3 separate regions of the Mus musculus genome follow, and regions 2 and 3 are each linked to region 1. Evidence: chromatin contacts called from public HiChIP or PLAC-seq and promoter capture Hi-C data. All regions are on one chromosome and are shown on one strand. Each heading gives the region's core, a stretch centred on a gene start, on an enhancer-like site or on the middle of the called end of the contact. The rest is flanking DNA. Distances are from core to core; before and after follow the strand shown.

What was found. HiChIP or PLAC-seq counts read pairs in DNA pulled down with a chosen protein or histone mark. Capture Hi-C pulls out chosen DNA fragments and counts their contacts.
Region 2: a promoter capture Hi-C map of adipose tissue shows a contact between it and region 1. The contact joins two enhancer-like sites. A contact is called at or near these places in 3 of 39 promoter capture datasets (hippocampal neurons, liver and pre-B cells) and 2 of 9 other capture datasets (adipose tissue and liver).
Region 3: an H3K4me3 HiChIP or PLAC-seq map of bone marrow-derived macrophages shows a contact between it and region 1, with 5 times the contacts expected there. The contact joins two enhancer-like sites. A contact is called at or near these places in 7 of 39 promoter capture datasets (the 3T3-L1 cell line, embryonic stem cells, liver and 2 more) and 1 of 115 datasets of contacts at active chromatin or transcription factors (bone marrow-derived macrophages).

Annotation. Positions count from the first base shown.
Region 1 is chr4:119,736,526-119,741,305 of GRCm38.p6, reverse strand. It overlaps a transcript of Hivep3 not described here. Among named protein-coding and RNA genes, the nearest start is that of Gm35957, 15 kb to the right of the region's middle. Within about 2 kb of position 2,710, at least 87 of the 459 cell types and tissues checked have an H3K27ac peak or open chromatin away from gene starts, as enhancers often do. A contact at or near this core is called in adipose tissue, bone marrow-derived macrophages and liver, where this site is marked.
Region 2 is chr4:119,273,014-119,277,793 of GRCm38.p6, reverse strand. It overlaps Ybx1 (Y box protein 1), which reads left to right. Exons shown (of 8, transcript NM_011732.2): 8 at 1-467. Among named protein-coding and RNA genes, the nearest start is that of Gm12927, 18 kb to the right of the region's middle. Within about 2 kb of position 2,368, at least 57 of the 459 cell types and tissues checked have an H3K27ac peak or open chromatin away from gene starts, as enhancers often do. A contact at or near this core is called in adipose tissue and liver, where this site is marked.
Region 3 is chr4:120,007,053-120,011,832 of GRCm38.p6, reverse strand. All of the region lies in intron 2 of Hivep3 (human immunodeficiency virus type I enhancer binding protein 3), which reads right to left. Gm38632 (a long non-coding RNA gene) reads left to right here. Exons shown (of 5, transcript XR_003955100.1): 2 at 1-88; 3 at 3,222-3,279; 4 at 4,466-4,531. Among named protein-coding and RNA genes, the nearest start is that of Gm38632, 24 kb to the left of the region's middle. Within about 2 kb of position 1,867, at least 25 of the 459 cell types and tissues checked have an H3K27ac peak or open chromatin away from gene starts, as enhancers often do. A contact at or near this core is called in bone marrow-derived macrophages, where this site is marked.

The DNA of each region.
Region 1 (4,780 bases), core at 1,461-3,960:
TCGTTCTCTGAACGGAACTACACCCAAGAAGGTTTCTTCTCAAGCTATCTGTGCCCTCTGTTCTCACTGCTGCAAGCAGTGCGATAAAGCTTTCCATGTCAGGGTGTACTCTCTACCTCAACAAATACAACTTTTCTGGTACTTTCTAAGATAAAATACTACTTACTGACCTCTGCAAAGTCTTCACACTCAAACTCAAATATAAAACAAGCCTCTAACATCTCTGGATGACAGAGTGCATAAGTTCCATAGGGGTGGCCCCACTCAGACACCTTGGGAGTCCTGCCAGGTAGCATAAACAGGTAAAGAGGGAAAGGTAGAAAGTCCAGCCACTGGGGAGACCTCACTACATCCAAAGCCACTAAGCGCTGCTGTGAAGAACTGTGAACCTGGTACTTCGAGAAAGGCCAAGACTCCCCCTGGCACCTGAAATCTCACTTCATTTTATATGATGACAACTAATCCAATTTGTAATTTTAAAAACTGTATCAACTAAATAAACTACTGACAGAATCTATCTCCAGACTACCCCTGCGCAACTTCTGTTTTATATAGTCAGCTTTAAAATAGGACACAGGTAATTTACCACAGTCAAAAGCTATGTTTCCCAGGGGTCTCAGTGTGAAGATTTCATCACTGCAGTAACCATAACTCTCAGTCCCTCTTCCCAGCACTCGCCTCTACCTCCCCCACCAATCCTGTCAGTCTCCTGCCAACTTGAGCTGTGAGGGAGAAATGGACTGAATAGAAATCACCTAGGCTTTTCAGCCAAAGCAGCTTGTTAAAGTCCAGTGCTACCCCCAATGGAGCCTTCTCAAACCTTGCTGATCCTTGGTTTGCTCATCTGTGAAATGGGAACACTCATTCCCACCTAGAAGACATCTGAAAGATCGTCAGTATAAGTAATGAGGCTGGCATGTAACTCTGGCACAGACTACACTAAAAACTATATGCACACAAAGAGCCACTTTCCCCCAAGAAAGACATGAAAAGCTACACAGAATGTTCATAGCAAGCTGATGCCTCTGGGGAGGATACATGCTTTCGGTAAACAGAGTAAGAAGAGGAATCACAGCTCTGCAGAGGCCCAGGCCTCCACACCAACATAGCTGCTCATGAACTTGGTCTAGGAGGTCGAGGTCTGTAGAAATCCATGCTAATTAAAATTCATAGACGTTAATTAAATGATTATTCAAGAACTCTCTCAACTCTTGAAGCCATTTTTATATGTAGATTACAACATAACCCTGGGTCAAGTAAAGGCATGCCAAGGTCCTTCAGGCTAGGGAGAATCTGCCGGGGAAAGCAAGCAAGCAAGCAAGCAAGCTCGAATGGAAAGTAAACGGCAGAGCTGGCTGTCACTGTGTGGGGTAGGCTACTGACGCTGGGAAAGGAGGCCTTCCTCTGCTGCCAGATGCAGGGACAGAGGACAAAGGGCCTCTCAGACTAACAAGTGCCTGCCTCTCCAGCTTATGCTTTTAGAGAGGAGCCACTCCACAAGAAGCCACCAGACGAGAGCCAGAGTCGACCCTGAACACTCGGCACTCACCACCCCTGCACACCTGGGGTGAAGCAGGAAGGAGATGAGGTAGCTATGCTGTTTCCAGAAACACAAGCCTCTGTGCCTAGATCCTTATGTGGGATTCTGCCAGGAGAGCATTCCAGGTGTGCTCCTCCATCCAGGCTCCTCCATCTCATTCAAAAGAAACAAACTGTCTCTGAAGGCTTGTGCTCACTCACCTAGAAGAGCTAAGCTCCACCCCTCACTCCATGCCTGATATACCTAACCTACTCCTTTTACAGGCAGCCCTCGTGGCTCCTCTAATTGTGGTGTGTCCATCATCGGTTTTCCTCTAGGGAGACTGAAGCATCCAAAACCACTTATCTCCTTGACTGCCCAAGCAGGAAACCAGCAGCTTTTTACTCTATGTCCACACTTAAGAGAAAGGAGGGTTAGATAGTCTAGGGACATAGCTCAGTGGGAGAGCTTGTCTAGTATGTGCAAGGCTCTTGGTTTGATTCCCAACACTAGGAAAAGGGGACAGTCAGGGATGGAATACAGATCCCAATTAGTTTGCAGGTGACAGTCACTGAAGATGGGCAGTATACAGATAAGACTCTTACTATTTTCTTTATTTTTATTTATGCTTCAAATTTCCTGTAGTTAAAAGAGAATGTTAAAGAGACATGGGGAGAAGATGCAACCTGAAAATGCTGTTGGCTGTCTTCTTGGGACGATTTGGAATGTACACAGGCCTTCAGACCCATGGCCTTCTAGAAGGTCACAATGCTGGAGCAAAGGCTGTGTCTTCTCAGCACCACATTCAATGTCCTCAACAAGACAACCTTTGAAAACGTCCCTAGAACTTTACAAAAGCATTCTGGTAGGGCCCGGCTGCCCTGCTCAGCATATAAACCTTCTGCCTCTACAAATCATCACCCCTTCAGCTTCCTGCCACTACGAGGGCCTCCACTTCCTGTTCCAAACTACTGAGTTGAGCAATCGAGCTTTTGAGAGAGCTCCCAGTGGCAGAGAGTAGTTCAGCTTAACTGGGTCTCCTTCTGGATGTCAGATATGATACTCCAAAGAGAAAGTTTTGCTTTCTCTGTTTCTCCCCCTTCTTCTTCCCTGACCCTCAACTTGCTCTTGATAAGAATCTGCATAATCATCTATCATGACAAGTTTCCCACCTTGACGACTGTGACACGTTGGGCTGCACAGTTCTCTGTGGCAGAAAAGACATGATGCTGTGTGTCCTAGAACAAATAGTCAACAGCATCTCTTGTCTCTACCCACCAACTGCTAGGAAGTACATAGGCCAACCCTAGCTACAACAACCAGCCACGTCTCCAGGTAGCGCCAAATGGGTCAGGGGATTAAAAAAAAAAAACAAAACAGAAGTTATTGAGAAACACCAGCCTAAAAGATATTGAAAAATCAAGACCAAAGTCTTTGTGCAGAGAGAGGGGGAGGGAGGGAGGGGAAGAGGGAGAAAGAGGAAAAGGGGAGAGGGAGGGAGGGAGAGAGAAAGAGAGAGAGAGAGATTTATACAGTTTGTTCCCGTTCAATTACACAATATAATTCCACCTATGAATTTATAAATATGAATATTTAAGAAATGCTGCATTCTAAGCCAGAAATATGTAAAGTACCAAGAGAAGAGTGAACTCAGCATTCCCAACCATATCCTCTCTGTCTTTGTGGTTTCCTGTGCAAATCTCATTTGCTTCCCCCACATTATCCTGTTTTCCAGTCAGTGTGGTCATTCAAACATCTCACCCAGCCTCTCACAGCAGCACACAGTTTGAGTTTCAGCAGAAAAGAAAAGCGCCGGGGTGGGCAACTTCCCCAGCACCCACAGGATGCACATGGGCTCTCCAGCACTGGTTTAACAGGGTCACCAGAGAACAGAGTTCCTACAAGAACATTCTCCAACCAAATCACAGAAAAAGAAATACCAACGTGTTCTAATGGTTCCACTTCAAAACAGTCAGACTTACACCCCTTCTCTGGGCAACAACATCAAAATAATCGCCCTTTACACCCCCAACTCTTCGTGCCTAGAGTGCCTGTGTCTTCCATCAGTAAGTGGGGAAGTGAGGCTGCTGCTCTGGATCGGGGCCTCCCCTCTGCGACCTCCACACTTCAGAGGCTAGAATGGCTAGAATAATGAGTGTTGACTTAGCCAAGAATTACAACAGCCTGCACTGAAGGAGTTTCCCACTCGAGCTAAATGCTACCCTCCCTTCTTGTGAAGAAGGAAGATCTGTTTCCTATAGAGGCTTCTCATTAGCCCCATTCCATCCAGTAGCTTTGGGGATACACACACAAAATGGTTTCTTGAACTTGAACAATTCTGTCAGTGGCTCTGGTGAGTGTTTGTCCTGTTATAGGAAGGCAGTTGCTGTTTATATGGCTTGTCATCTGGGGTCTATTTCTTCCAGGATCCATCCTATGTCACCACCTGTCTTAGCCTGGATCACCTCATTCTGGATTCTAGCCTTGGCTTCCTAATGTCTCCCTGGCTTAGCACCTCTCCTTTAATCCCTCCCCTCCCCCCTTTTTTATAAACTGATAACAGATTAGCTTTTAAGAACACAAATCAAAATTTCCCATTCCATATCACTGGATATAGTCATATGTGTATGTTAGAAGTGATAAGATATAGATTACTCTGTATATCTCTATCACTCTTCTGTGGCACTGGAAATAGAGCTTAGCACCTCATGCATGCCAGGTAAGCATTCTATCACTAAGCTAGGTTCCCAACCCATAGTCCTGTCTCCTTTGATGTAGATCTATGTATGATGCTCTTTTTGCCCAGGAGGTGTCCAGGCAGGTTCAGTATGAACACACAGGCCCACATAGGACAGGTGGTAGATGGAAAGACTGGGTCAGGAATGCTAAACTCAATGGACTTGAAAGGGGGGCCATATATGCATGTGTATTGGATGGGTGTGGTCATGCGTGCATGTGTGAGGACCAGAGTTTGATGTCCAGTTGTCTTCTTTATCACTGTCCACCTTTTTTTTTTTTGATATACAGTTCCCACGAAAGCTGGAGCTCACCATATTGGCTAGATTGGCTATCCAGGAAGTCCCAAGATCCCCCTGTCTGCATCCCCAGCAGTACTGAGATTACAGATTGATGCTACGCATCCTGTTTTGATGTGGGTGCTGAAGATCTGCACTTGGGTCCTCATGCTTGCACGGCGATCACTTTACCCACTAAGCCATCTCCCCAGCCCCCTAAGTGACTTCTCATGCATCCTCCCAAGCC
Region 2 (4,780 bases), core at 1,119-3,618, 460 kb after region 1:
GGCATCGCACTAAAGAACTGCTGCTGAGTGGGGACTAATGGCTGCTAGTTGTCCGCCAAGTCCATCAACTTTTTAGGCCAATTCTTTGTAGTAGAAACTAATAGGAATTGATGAAAGACTTCAGCAGCCCTATTAACATAAACACACAGAGACATGTTAGTGTTAGCTCATACCAGTCATGGTGACTGCTGTAAATACTCTGCTGTCAAGAGCATAGTGAAAGAATTCCTGGGTAAGATTCACAGGTGTGAGTTTACCGATAACAGACAGTGTTGGTTAAAACCTAATGTTGGGGGCCGGGTGTGGTGGCGCACGCCTTTAATCCCAGCACTCGGGAGGTAGAGGCAGGCGGATTTCTAAATTCGAGGCCAGCCTGGTCTACAGAGTGAGTTCCAGGACAGCCAGAGCTACACAGAGAAACCCTGTCTCAAAAAATAAATAAATAAATAAATAAATAAATAAAACCTATTGTTGATTGTGTTTAATATGCTAATGAATTTTCTAGGTACAACCATGAATATACGTGCATAGACCCTCTTTCAGGTCATTTTACATTAAAATAGTAACAGCTGAGTCACCTGAGAAACATAGAATCTGGTAGTTTCTTAGTCCTTAAAGCTAGGTGCCTCAGCATTCCAGCCAAGAACCTGGAAGTTTCCTGGAGAGCTCTATGTCTTCAGTTCAAAGTAGAAGCTTGCAAGTATGTCTTGTGGTATTGGGAAAAGAATCAAGCAGTAGAGCAGAGCAGCAGCAAGAAGGCCCCCTCTTTATCTGGTTACTACCACAATTTGGGATGGGACTTCCTATGATGATAATAATAAAATATGAAAATAGTAAATGTGATCCTAATCTAACTAGGAAGGAGAATGACCCAGGGGCTATTATAGAATTGTTCTGCATACCAAGTCTTTCTCCACCCCACCCCCCTGAGATTGATTTATTATTATACATAAGTACACTGTAGCACACCAGAAGAGGGCGTCAGATCTCAATTACAGGTGGTTGTGAGCCACCATGTGGTTACTGGGAATTGAACTCAGGACCTCTGGAAAAGCGCTCAGTGCTCTTACCCTCTGAGCCATCTCGCCAGCCCGCAGACCAAGCCTGGATGTGTGATAGAAACATACATCCAGGCTGGTATGTTGATGAAAATGTGTGTCACAGACATGTGGCTACTGAAGTTGATAGTCAAGGACATAAATGGTGACCAGAGAAATATGTAATCCAAAAGGGAACTCAGATGCTGAATCATCAAAGCCAAATATTGAGAACATTGCGGTGGGCTGGACATGGTGCCACCAATCTTTAATCCCAGCATTGGGGGCGGTGGGGGGGCAGAATTGGGCAGACCTCTTAGGAGTTTTGAGGCCATCCTCAAATGAGTTCAAGGACTACACAGAAAGCCTGTGTTGGAGAAAAGGGAGGGAGGCTGCTATTGACTTTTAAGAGGAAAAAAACAACAAAAACATTTAATTGGGTTTGTACAGTATCAGTGGGTTAGAATAGACTTCTATAACCTCACCTATATAGGCCAGACTTGAATTGACTGAGGTTCACCTGCCTCTGTCTTTAAGCTAGGACTAAAAGCATTTGCTACTGCATCTTGTGAAAGCTTACAACAACCCACAAGGCAGGTCACAAACCTAAAACAGCTGCAAGTCTTTATCAAAACCCATTCCCACCAGGCATGGTGGCACAAGCCTTTAATCCCAGCACTTGGGAGGCAGAGGCAGGCCAGTTTCTGAGTTCAAGGCTAGCCTGGTCTACAGAGTGAGTTCCAGGACAGACAGGGCTACACAGAGAAAAACCCTGTCTCGAAACTCCCCCCCCCCCCAAAAAAAAAAAAAAAAAAAAAAAAAAAAAACAAACACAAACCATTCCCAGTGATCTCCTAATTCCCAGAGAGCCAACTGGTGACCCAGGTATTAAACAAGTGCCCCATGAGGGCCACTTTTATTAAAATCACTACTGTCTTTCAGAAGTCCTAGTCTTTTATCACATTCTCCATATCCAATTGGTGTAATTTCCGTGGACTTTAACAGAAACAGCACACAGCCACCCCAGACTGTGCCCAGGCCTCCACTGACACACAAAGCAGGAGCCGTCTGTGTAAGCTGTCTGCTGCATGTTTTCCACATTAGTGCAAGGGACCTACCAAGTTCTGGTGGAGTGCCCAGGACACAGGCAGGAGGGTCTCTTATGAGGCCAGGCTGATCTACATAGCTCTAGACTAGCCAGGACTACATAGACCCTGCCTCAAAAAGAACCAAAGCTAGCTAGTCTAGAAATACAAGATCTCAGTCAGTGTTCTACAGACTCACTGTGCTCTATTCTATTCCTGTGTCCACTGTTTGTTCCAGTTTCCTTTTCCTGGAACATGTGAGGCACTATCCCCACCACAAGGCGTTTCCTCTTGGCTGTAACTGTTCCTGCAGATAACCAAATGTCTTTCTCCTCCCGGTTCTTAAAAGACCATGGTTTAGGAAGACATTTCTAATGTGTTTAGATGCAGCATCCTCTCTCTGTGTACAAGTTCTCATGCTCTTCTGGATTCCTGCTCTAATTCAGCTTGTTCCTAACACAGCCTATCAGCATCTACTACTTGATTTTGCTGTCTGTTTGCTGTCTGTCCCTGATAGACCGGAAGCTCCTTAGGGGGAGGGGGTCTTATGGCTTGCTTGAGTTCAGAACAAAATAATTGAACCTGTTACTTACTTTGAATAATAACCTAGAGTAGGTTTGGAAGTGGGGTGAAGTGACGGCCATAGCTTAGCTAGACGGGAAGAAGAGCAATGTTATTGCAGGTTAGACTGCTGTTACATCATGCCATAAATTGGGTAGGTGCCTTAAGCAGCACTTCTGAAGGTTAGCAAGTCCAAGATGAATGTAAGCCTTGTGATAGGGCTTACAGTCATAAGAATGGTTACCTTCCTGCTCTGTCCACAGGACAGAGGAACCACTCCCACTTTGAGGGCCCTACCCTTATGACCTCATCCAAATTGAATGGCTTCCTGCCATGGCTTAGATCTGGAATATACCCAAAAGTCTCATTGACAGCTCTGTTGCCATTAGCACTATTGGGAAGGAGGGATGCCTAGCTGAAGGTCTCTTTACCAAGGGACATTCCTTCAGAGAAGGGTGTATGCCTCTTTTCTGTCTTGGACCATGAGGCAAAACGACTTTGCTCTGCCATAATTCCTCTAATATGTCAAGACTGCCTCACCACAGGCCCAGAAGTAAGAGGAAGAGGGGCAAAATAAATGGTCATGAACAAAACCCTGAAACACTAAACTTCCTTAAGTGGGTTGTCTGAGGACTGACCTGGAGATAGTGCTCAGCATTGAATTGAATCTGTCTTGTGCTTGCATGCAGCTAAGTGAAGCAAGCACTCTACCAGTCGGGTTCAGGATTTGATTACTGAAAGTTCATGTGCCTCCCCAGCATCACCACGGGCTCTTGCAATGGCAGCTGGGGCTTCAACATGAATGGGCTGAGGGGTCACCCTGACAGTTTACCTACTGCATGGTATAGTTGGCACATTAACCAAGTAAGAGCCTCCTGAAAGTGAAAGTGGATTAGTTACACTGGAGTGAGATTTATGTTACATGCTGGCCTCGAACTCAGATCCTTCTGGCTCGTCACCCATTTTGTGACAGTAAGATGAAGAACCTGAGCTTGTTCTGTCAGTGCCTTAATTAATATTAATTCTGAAATGAGGTAACTTGAATGCTGAACTGAGATGCCGTGGCAGGCCTCTTGGCTAGTGACCCAGTAGACATGTGAAATTTGCTTTATTCAACTCTTGTAGCTAGAGTTAGTCCTATGACCTAGAAAACTTAGTAAGACATTGGAATGGAAAATAATGGCAATACGATAAATAATGGTCACATAAAAGCCTCTGCTTCCTCTCTCAGAGGGCCCTGGCTGTCCTGAAACTTGGCTCTGTAGACCAGGCTGGGATTAAAGGCATGTGTTACCACTGCCTGACAACTTTCTGTTTTTGTTTACATTTATTTTATATATATGAGTACAGTGCAGCTGTCTTCAGACATACCAGAAGAGGCCATTGGATCCTGTTACAGGTGGTTGTGAGCCACCATGTGGTTGCTAGGAATTGAACTCAGAACCTCTGGAAGAGCAGTCAGTGCTCTTAACCACCGAGTCATCTCTGTAGCTCAACTTTTTGGTTTTTTTATGAAACTCATACAGACCAGGCTAGTTTCAAACCTGTCTGCTGCTACCTTCTGAGTGCTGGAAGCTATGTCACTATCCCCACGTATGTGTTGTATGTGTGGTGCTTGGTACCAAACTGAGGGCCATGGATGTGCTAACAAGTGTTCCATCACCAAGCTACATCCGTAGTACTTGGCTTTTTGAGACTGAGTGACCCTATGTGGCAGGAACTGGCCTCAGCCTTCAGTCAATCCTCTGTCTTACAGACTACCATTATGTCTGCGCCACTGTCCAGCTCTGAAACACCTATTTCTGGGGTATTTTTGTTTTGGGGTGTTTTTGTTTTGTTTTTTTGTTTTTGTTTTTTTGGAAACAGGATTTCTGTGCAGCCCTGGCTGTCCTGGAACTCACTTTATAGACCAGGCTGGCCTCGAACTCAGAAATCCGCCTGCCTCTGCCTCCCAAGTACTGGGATTAAAGGCATGTGCCACCACTGCCCGGCATATTTCTAGGGTGTTTGTTTGTTTGTTTGTTTGTTTGTTTTGAGACAGGATTTCTCTGTAAAATGCCTTGCCTGTCCTAGAACTGACAGAGATCTGCCTGGCTC
Region 3 (4,780 bases), core at 618-3,117, 270 kb before region 1:
ACTCGAGGTGCGATGACCTCACACCATTGCTGGCCGTGGGAACTCTACGGACTCACCCAGACTCAGTTTCTTTTACCTATAACTTGAGGTAAGAGACCCGTTTGTAGGATCACAGCTTGCTCCTGTCTGGGGACTGCCTCTTGGGCTCCTTCACCTAGATAGCTCCATGCCTCCCCCAAGCTCACTGTCACAACCCTGCAGAGCAGACATCATCATTCTCAGAGATGAGAGCACTCAGTGCCTGGCTGGGGAAGGCAGGATTCGAACCTGGCTCCATACGAATCCAGAGCTTGAGTGATCTTCATCTGCCTTGCCAGCTTCACGCTGTCCCCTCTCCCTGGACTCCCATCCTGCCTCTGCCACTTAACAGGATGAGATAGGGAGGCTCTGAGCCCGGCCCGCACCCCCATGTCCTTCCCAGATAGCAGGGAAGCCATTATCCCCTAACAGGAGAAAGATAGGGCTGTGCTCTGCAGCCACACCTGACTGACTGTGCTCAGGGTGTCGGGGAGCCTCCAGTTAGGGATGCAGGAGGAGCAGAGCCTGTTAAGAGCATCTTCCTTCACCACCACAGGTCTGTGAGAGCAGAGAGGAGGAGGGCTGCAGACAGCACGCGTCTCTGCTTGCTTACCTCCTTCTTCTACCTCATTATCTCCTCTGTGGAGGGAGAGAGGAAGGCCTGGCCCCCAAGACAGGGATCAATGGTCATCAGTCACATCCCAGCCAGAGGGGTAAGGGACAGGGATCCTTGTGACAGTTCACCACATGGGCCAAGCTGGCTTAACGTCTCAGGTAGAAAAGCCCCTTCCCTCTCCAGGTGTTTACCTCACCAGCATCACGTTCTGCACCACAGTCCAGCGTTCTACCTTGGATTCTTTAGGGAGCAAGATGAGCGAGGAAAAAAGGGAGTCCACTTGGACAAAGTTGATTGACACCTGTTTTCCTGGCTGAGTTGTGGGGTCCTCGGAGGCACAGTGTTGGCAAGCCTCCGCTGTAACCTGAGGGTAGCATGGCACTTGCTTTATCTGTCCTCACAGACAGGGCATTCATCAGGACTGGATGTAGCAGTGGGTGTTAGCAGACTCTACTCCAAGCCAGTGCCTGGCCCTATACAGAAGCTGCAGTGAGACCTCCTGGACTTATTTCTGGGTTATAGGTCACATTTTTCAAGTATGAGGTTAACAATTATTTCAGAAAGTGAGCAAGGCCTGGGTCCAGCTCTACCCTAGAGCATGTGTTTAGCCTGTGTGATGCTCTAGGATCCCAGAAAGGGGGAGCAGGTGAAGGGAGGGGTCTGTCTGAAATCTCAGCATCTGCATCACATCTGGACACAGCCAGGGAAGGAGAGCTTGCTATTTGCTTTTAACAATGGCAATCTCAGAGCTTCCCAAGTGGCCCAGAGGACCCAGGAAATGCTCCAGTTGCTGGACTCTCTGCTTCTTTACTCACTGGAAGGAGAATAACTCTCACCCCTGTGCAGTTGTTACAAGATCAACACGAAGTACAACAGTATGCGTATACAAAGGCAGAGAGCAATGTCTTCACCTTACAGATGCCCATTCAGTATCTGATGTGGATGCAGACACCGTCTAGGTACCGGGCTCAGTCCACGGACACTGGTGTGCTAGATGGAGCTCAGAGCTATCCAGAAAAGCGAAGCAGAGAAAGGGGATGGTGGGGTGGTAGTGATAGGAGGCATCTATCTGGAGACTGGAGAAGGGGTCATTTGAGATCTGAAGGAAGCAAGGAGCTGAACCGTGGACATGTGTTTCCTGGCATAGGAAGCAGAGAACACAAGCGCTCTGAGGACAGAGTTTGGGGAACTGCTTGAGGCCGGAGGATATGGGGCATGAGCAGCCACTGGTGACCATTTCTCTGGAGCCATGATGACATTTATATGATTCTGACTCACTTGGAGATAGGAAGCCATTAGGGACTGACACATCCCAACTTTCGTGGCTGATGGGCAGACTTCAGTGGGCCCCTTGTTGCACCCACCCCTGCGATTCTAACCCACTGCCAACCCCCTTTGCTCAGATCTCCCCCAGCTTTTTAAATAGGTTCTCTACTTTCTGCCAAGTACGGGCTGGATAGAGGCCTCACAGGGAGATTGTGGCTTGGGACAGGGAAGGAGAGCAGTCTCATGTCAGGGATAAAGCACACACTTAGCTGCGTAGGGATGCTGGGGGCATGGCAGAGTCCCCATGCTAGTTTGTCCTCTGAGGCAGCTTAGCACAGAACCTCATCGGCACTCCCTCCCTGCCTCTCTAAACCACGTGAAGTCATTTGTTTTACAATCCAACAAGTCCCAACTCTCAGTGGTTTGTAACCTTCTTTTAGGTCACCTGCTCCTTGGAGAGTCTGGCAAACTCTGAGCTTTGCACCCCAAGGAGTGAGCAGGGGAAACACACTCATTTTTCTTAGAGTTTCCAAGTTGCACAGAGAAGATGACATTGTCTCTGGCATCAGTGTCCCAGCCTTGGCTCCAGCTGCATGGAGAGCAAACAAGAGCTCAGGGAGCAGCAAGCAGCCAAGAGAACAGAAAGATGCAGGAAGCAGGCGGCCTTTGGGGGCTGAAGCAGGTCTGAGGACTGCAGTATACAGATGTCCCCACCCCACCCCCGGCATCTTTTTCTAATGCTCCTGTCCCAGCCCTCTGCATGGCTGTCCTCTCAAAGTATCATGGTGGACGACCCTTTCTTTCTCGGGTGCCCTACCTAGGCAGAGCGGAGAGTTCTCTGGGTGACAACGGCGAAGCAGAATGAAGTAGAAGTCAGAAGTTGGACATAGCAAACAGTAGACCTTCTCAGCCCAGGCTTCCCACCGCCTCATTCATTAACTTATTGATACTTTTGCTCTTTCCCTCCTAAAACGGTGGGATGGACCCTCAGCTCATAAGAGTCCTGCCTCTTATCCTGAAGCTCCCCTGCCACTGTTTCCTTCCAGCTATTTTTGTATGACAAGGAACCATTGGAATGACCTGGGTGGGGAACATCCACCTCAACACACTTTGTCCCCAGAGAGCTTGACACAGCTGAGTCTCTGCTGCCCCAGTGATCTGGGGCTGACCACATGTAAGGCCCGTCCTGAGGCTTCCTTGGTGGAACTGCTCTTCCCCTAACCCCCCAGCTGGGATGCCTAGGTGACCTCAAGCCCCTGGTGTTAAGTTGTGTCCCGTGTTCATTCCCTTTATTTGATGATACTTCTCTTTGACTCTACAGGGTCTCAGCTCTAACATGAGTGGAAGAGCATCAAGGGAAACCGAGGAATGGTGTAGAGGTTGTATATTAAGACCTGGAATATTTGGGGTTGAGACATGGGTGGGTAAGGTCGCCAGATGGGAAACCTCCCATGTGTTGCCATAGCAACGGTGACATTCAGTTCATTTGTGAGAATCCCCAAGAGGGAGCATGCTCCAAAGGGTGGGAGAAGGCTGGAACCGCTGGCAGCTTCTGACACTGTCCCTCGTACTCCTGGCTTCTCCCTGGTTTCCGTGGCCCACCATTAGGTGTGGGCATCTGAGTAGAAGCTGCTTAAAATAGTCACCTGGATATTTCAAGAAGCTGTTGAATATGCATGAAGCTATTTCAGAAAAGATGTCCCTGGCCGGGCCAAACCCAACCCCATGCTTTCCCCTGGAAGGGTGAGAAGCTGAAGGGCCCTTTCTAAGTCTCTTCCATTGGGCGGGGATCTCAGAAGCCACAGGAACACCACCCAGGCACATGTTGGTCTTACAGCTGTCAGCTGCCTCGGATCCTGTGGTCACAGAGGCTTCCAGCCAGGCAGCCCTGCACCCAGAACCCTAGGAGATTCTGCCACTCCAGCTCCTAGTTTGCTCTAATTTAGTCTGCTTAGCTTTGGGGAGCATGCAGGGCCTCTGTCACTTCTTTTGGCTCATTTTATCCATCAACATGCTTTTCATGATAGATTATGTGTGCAAAGTATAAGGGGGGCTGTGTTACAAAGACACCTCCCACAGAATCATGGGGTGAGCAAGTGACTAGAGATATAAAGTCCACAGAGGTTCAGGAAAAAGGGGGTCAGCGTTCAGGGGAGCATGAGGAAGGCTCTGTGTGGCTGGGCTGAGCTGCCCAGGCAGACAGTGAGCTGCAGGCTGTGAGGACGAAAAGGGAGTCACTGAATGCTATGTATTGACACTTCTGTGTCCTCGGATTTTCCTGGGTTTCCCCTTCTATGGGCCCCCCAGTACCTGGTGCATTCTTGACATTCTTGACCCAGGCTGGGGATGTCTAACACAGTAGCTGCTCATACCCTCCTGGGCTTCTCAGGAGCTCAGGGCCAGGCTAGGGACTGCACAGGTATTTCTCAAGTGTTCAACAGAAATCTTGGATTCTGTATCCAGGACCGGCCCAGGTTCAGATGTAGACTGCTGGTGATAGCCTGTGACCTTGTGTACACACTGTGCCTGACATCTTTTCATCCTATTTTCTCTCACCCATAATAGGGATGATAATCCAACCTGTCTCAAGAAGTTTTGGGTGAGAATGTGTAGAAAGCTGCAAGTGTGGTGGTAAGCACCTTTAGGGCCAGCTACTTGGGGGCAGAGACCAAGCATTTAAAGCCAGACTGGGCAACATAATCAAACATAATTAGGAATAAGTAAATGAATACATAGAGGGCTTAGAAGTCTGTGGCATATTTTAAGAAATATGGAAAAAATGCCTTCTTGAAAAAAAAACAACACATTTATGAGCTTTGAGTTTTGTCTTGAGAACTGAATGCCATCAATGACAAGTTTCTTCCCAAAATAAAAATAGCT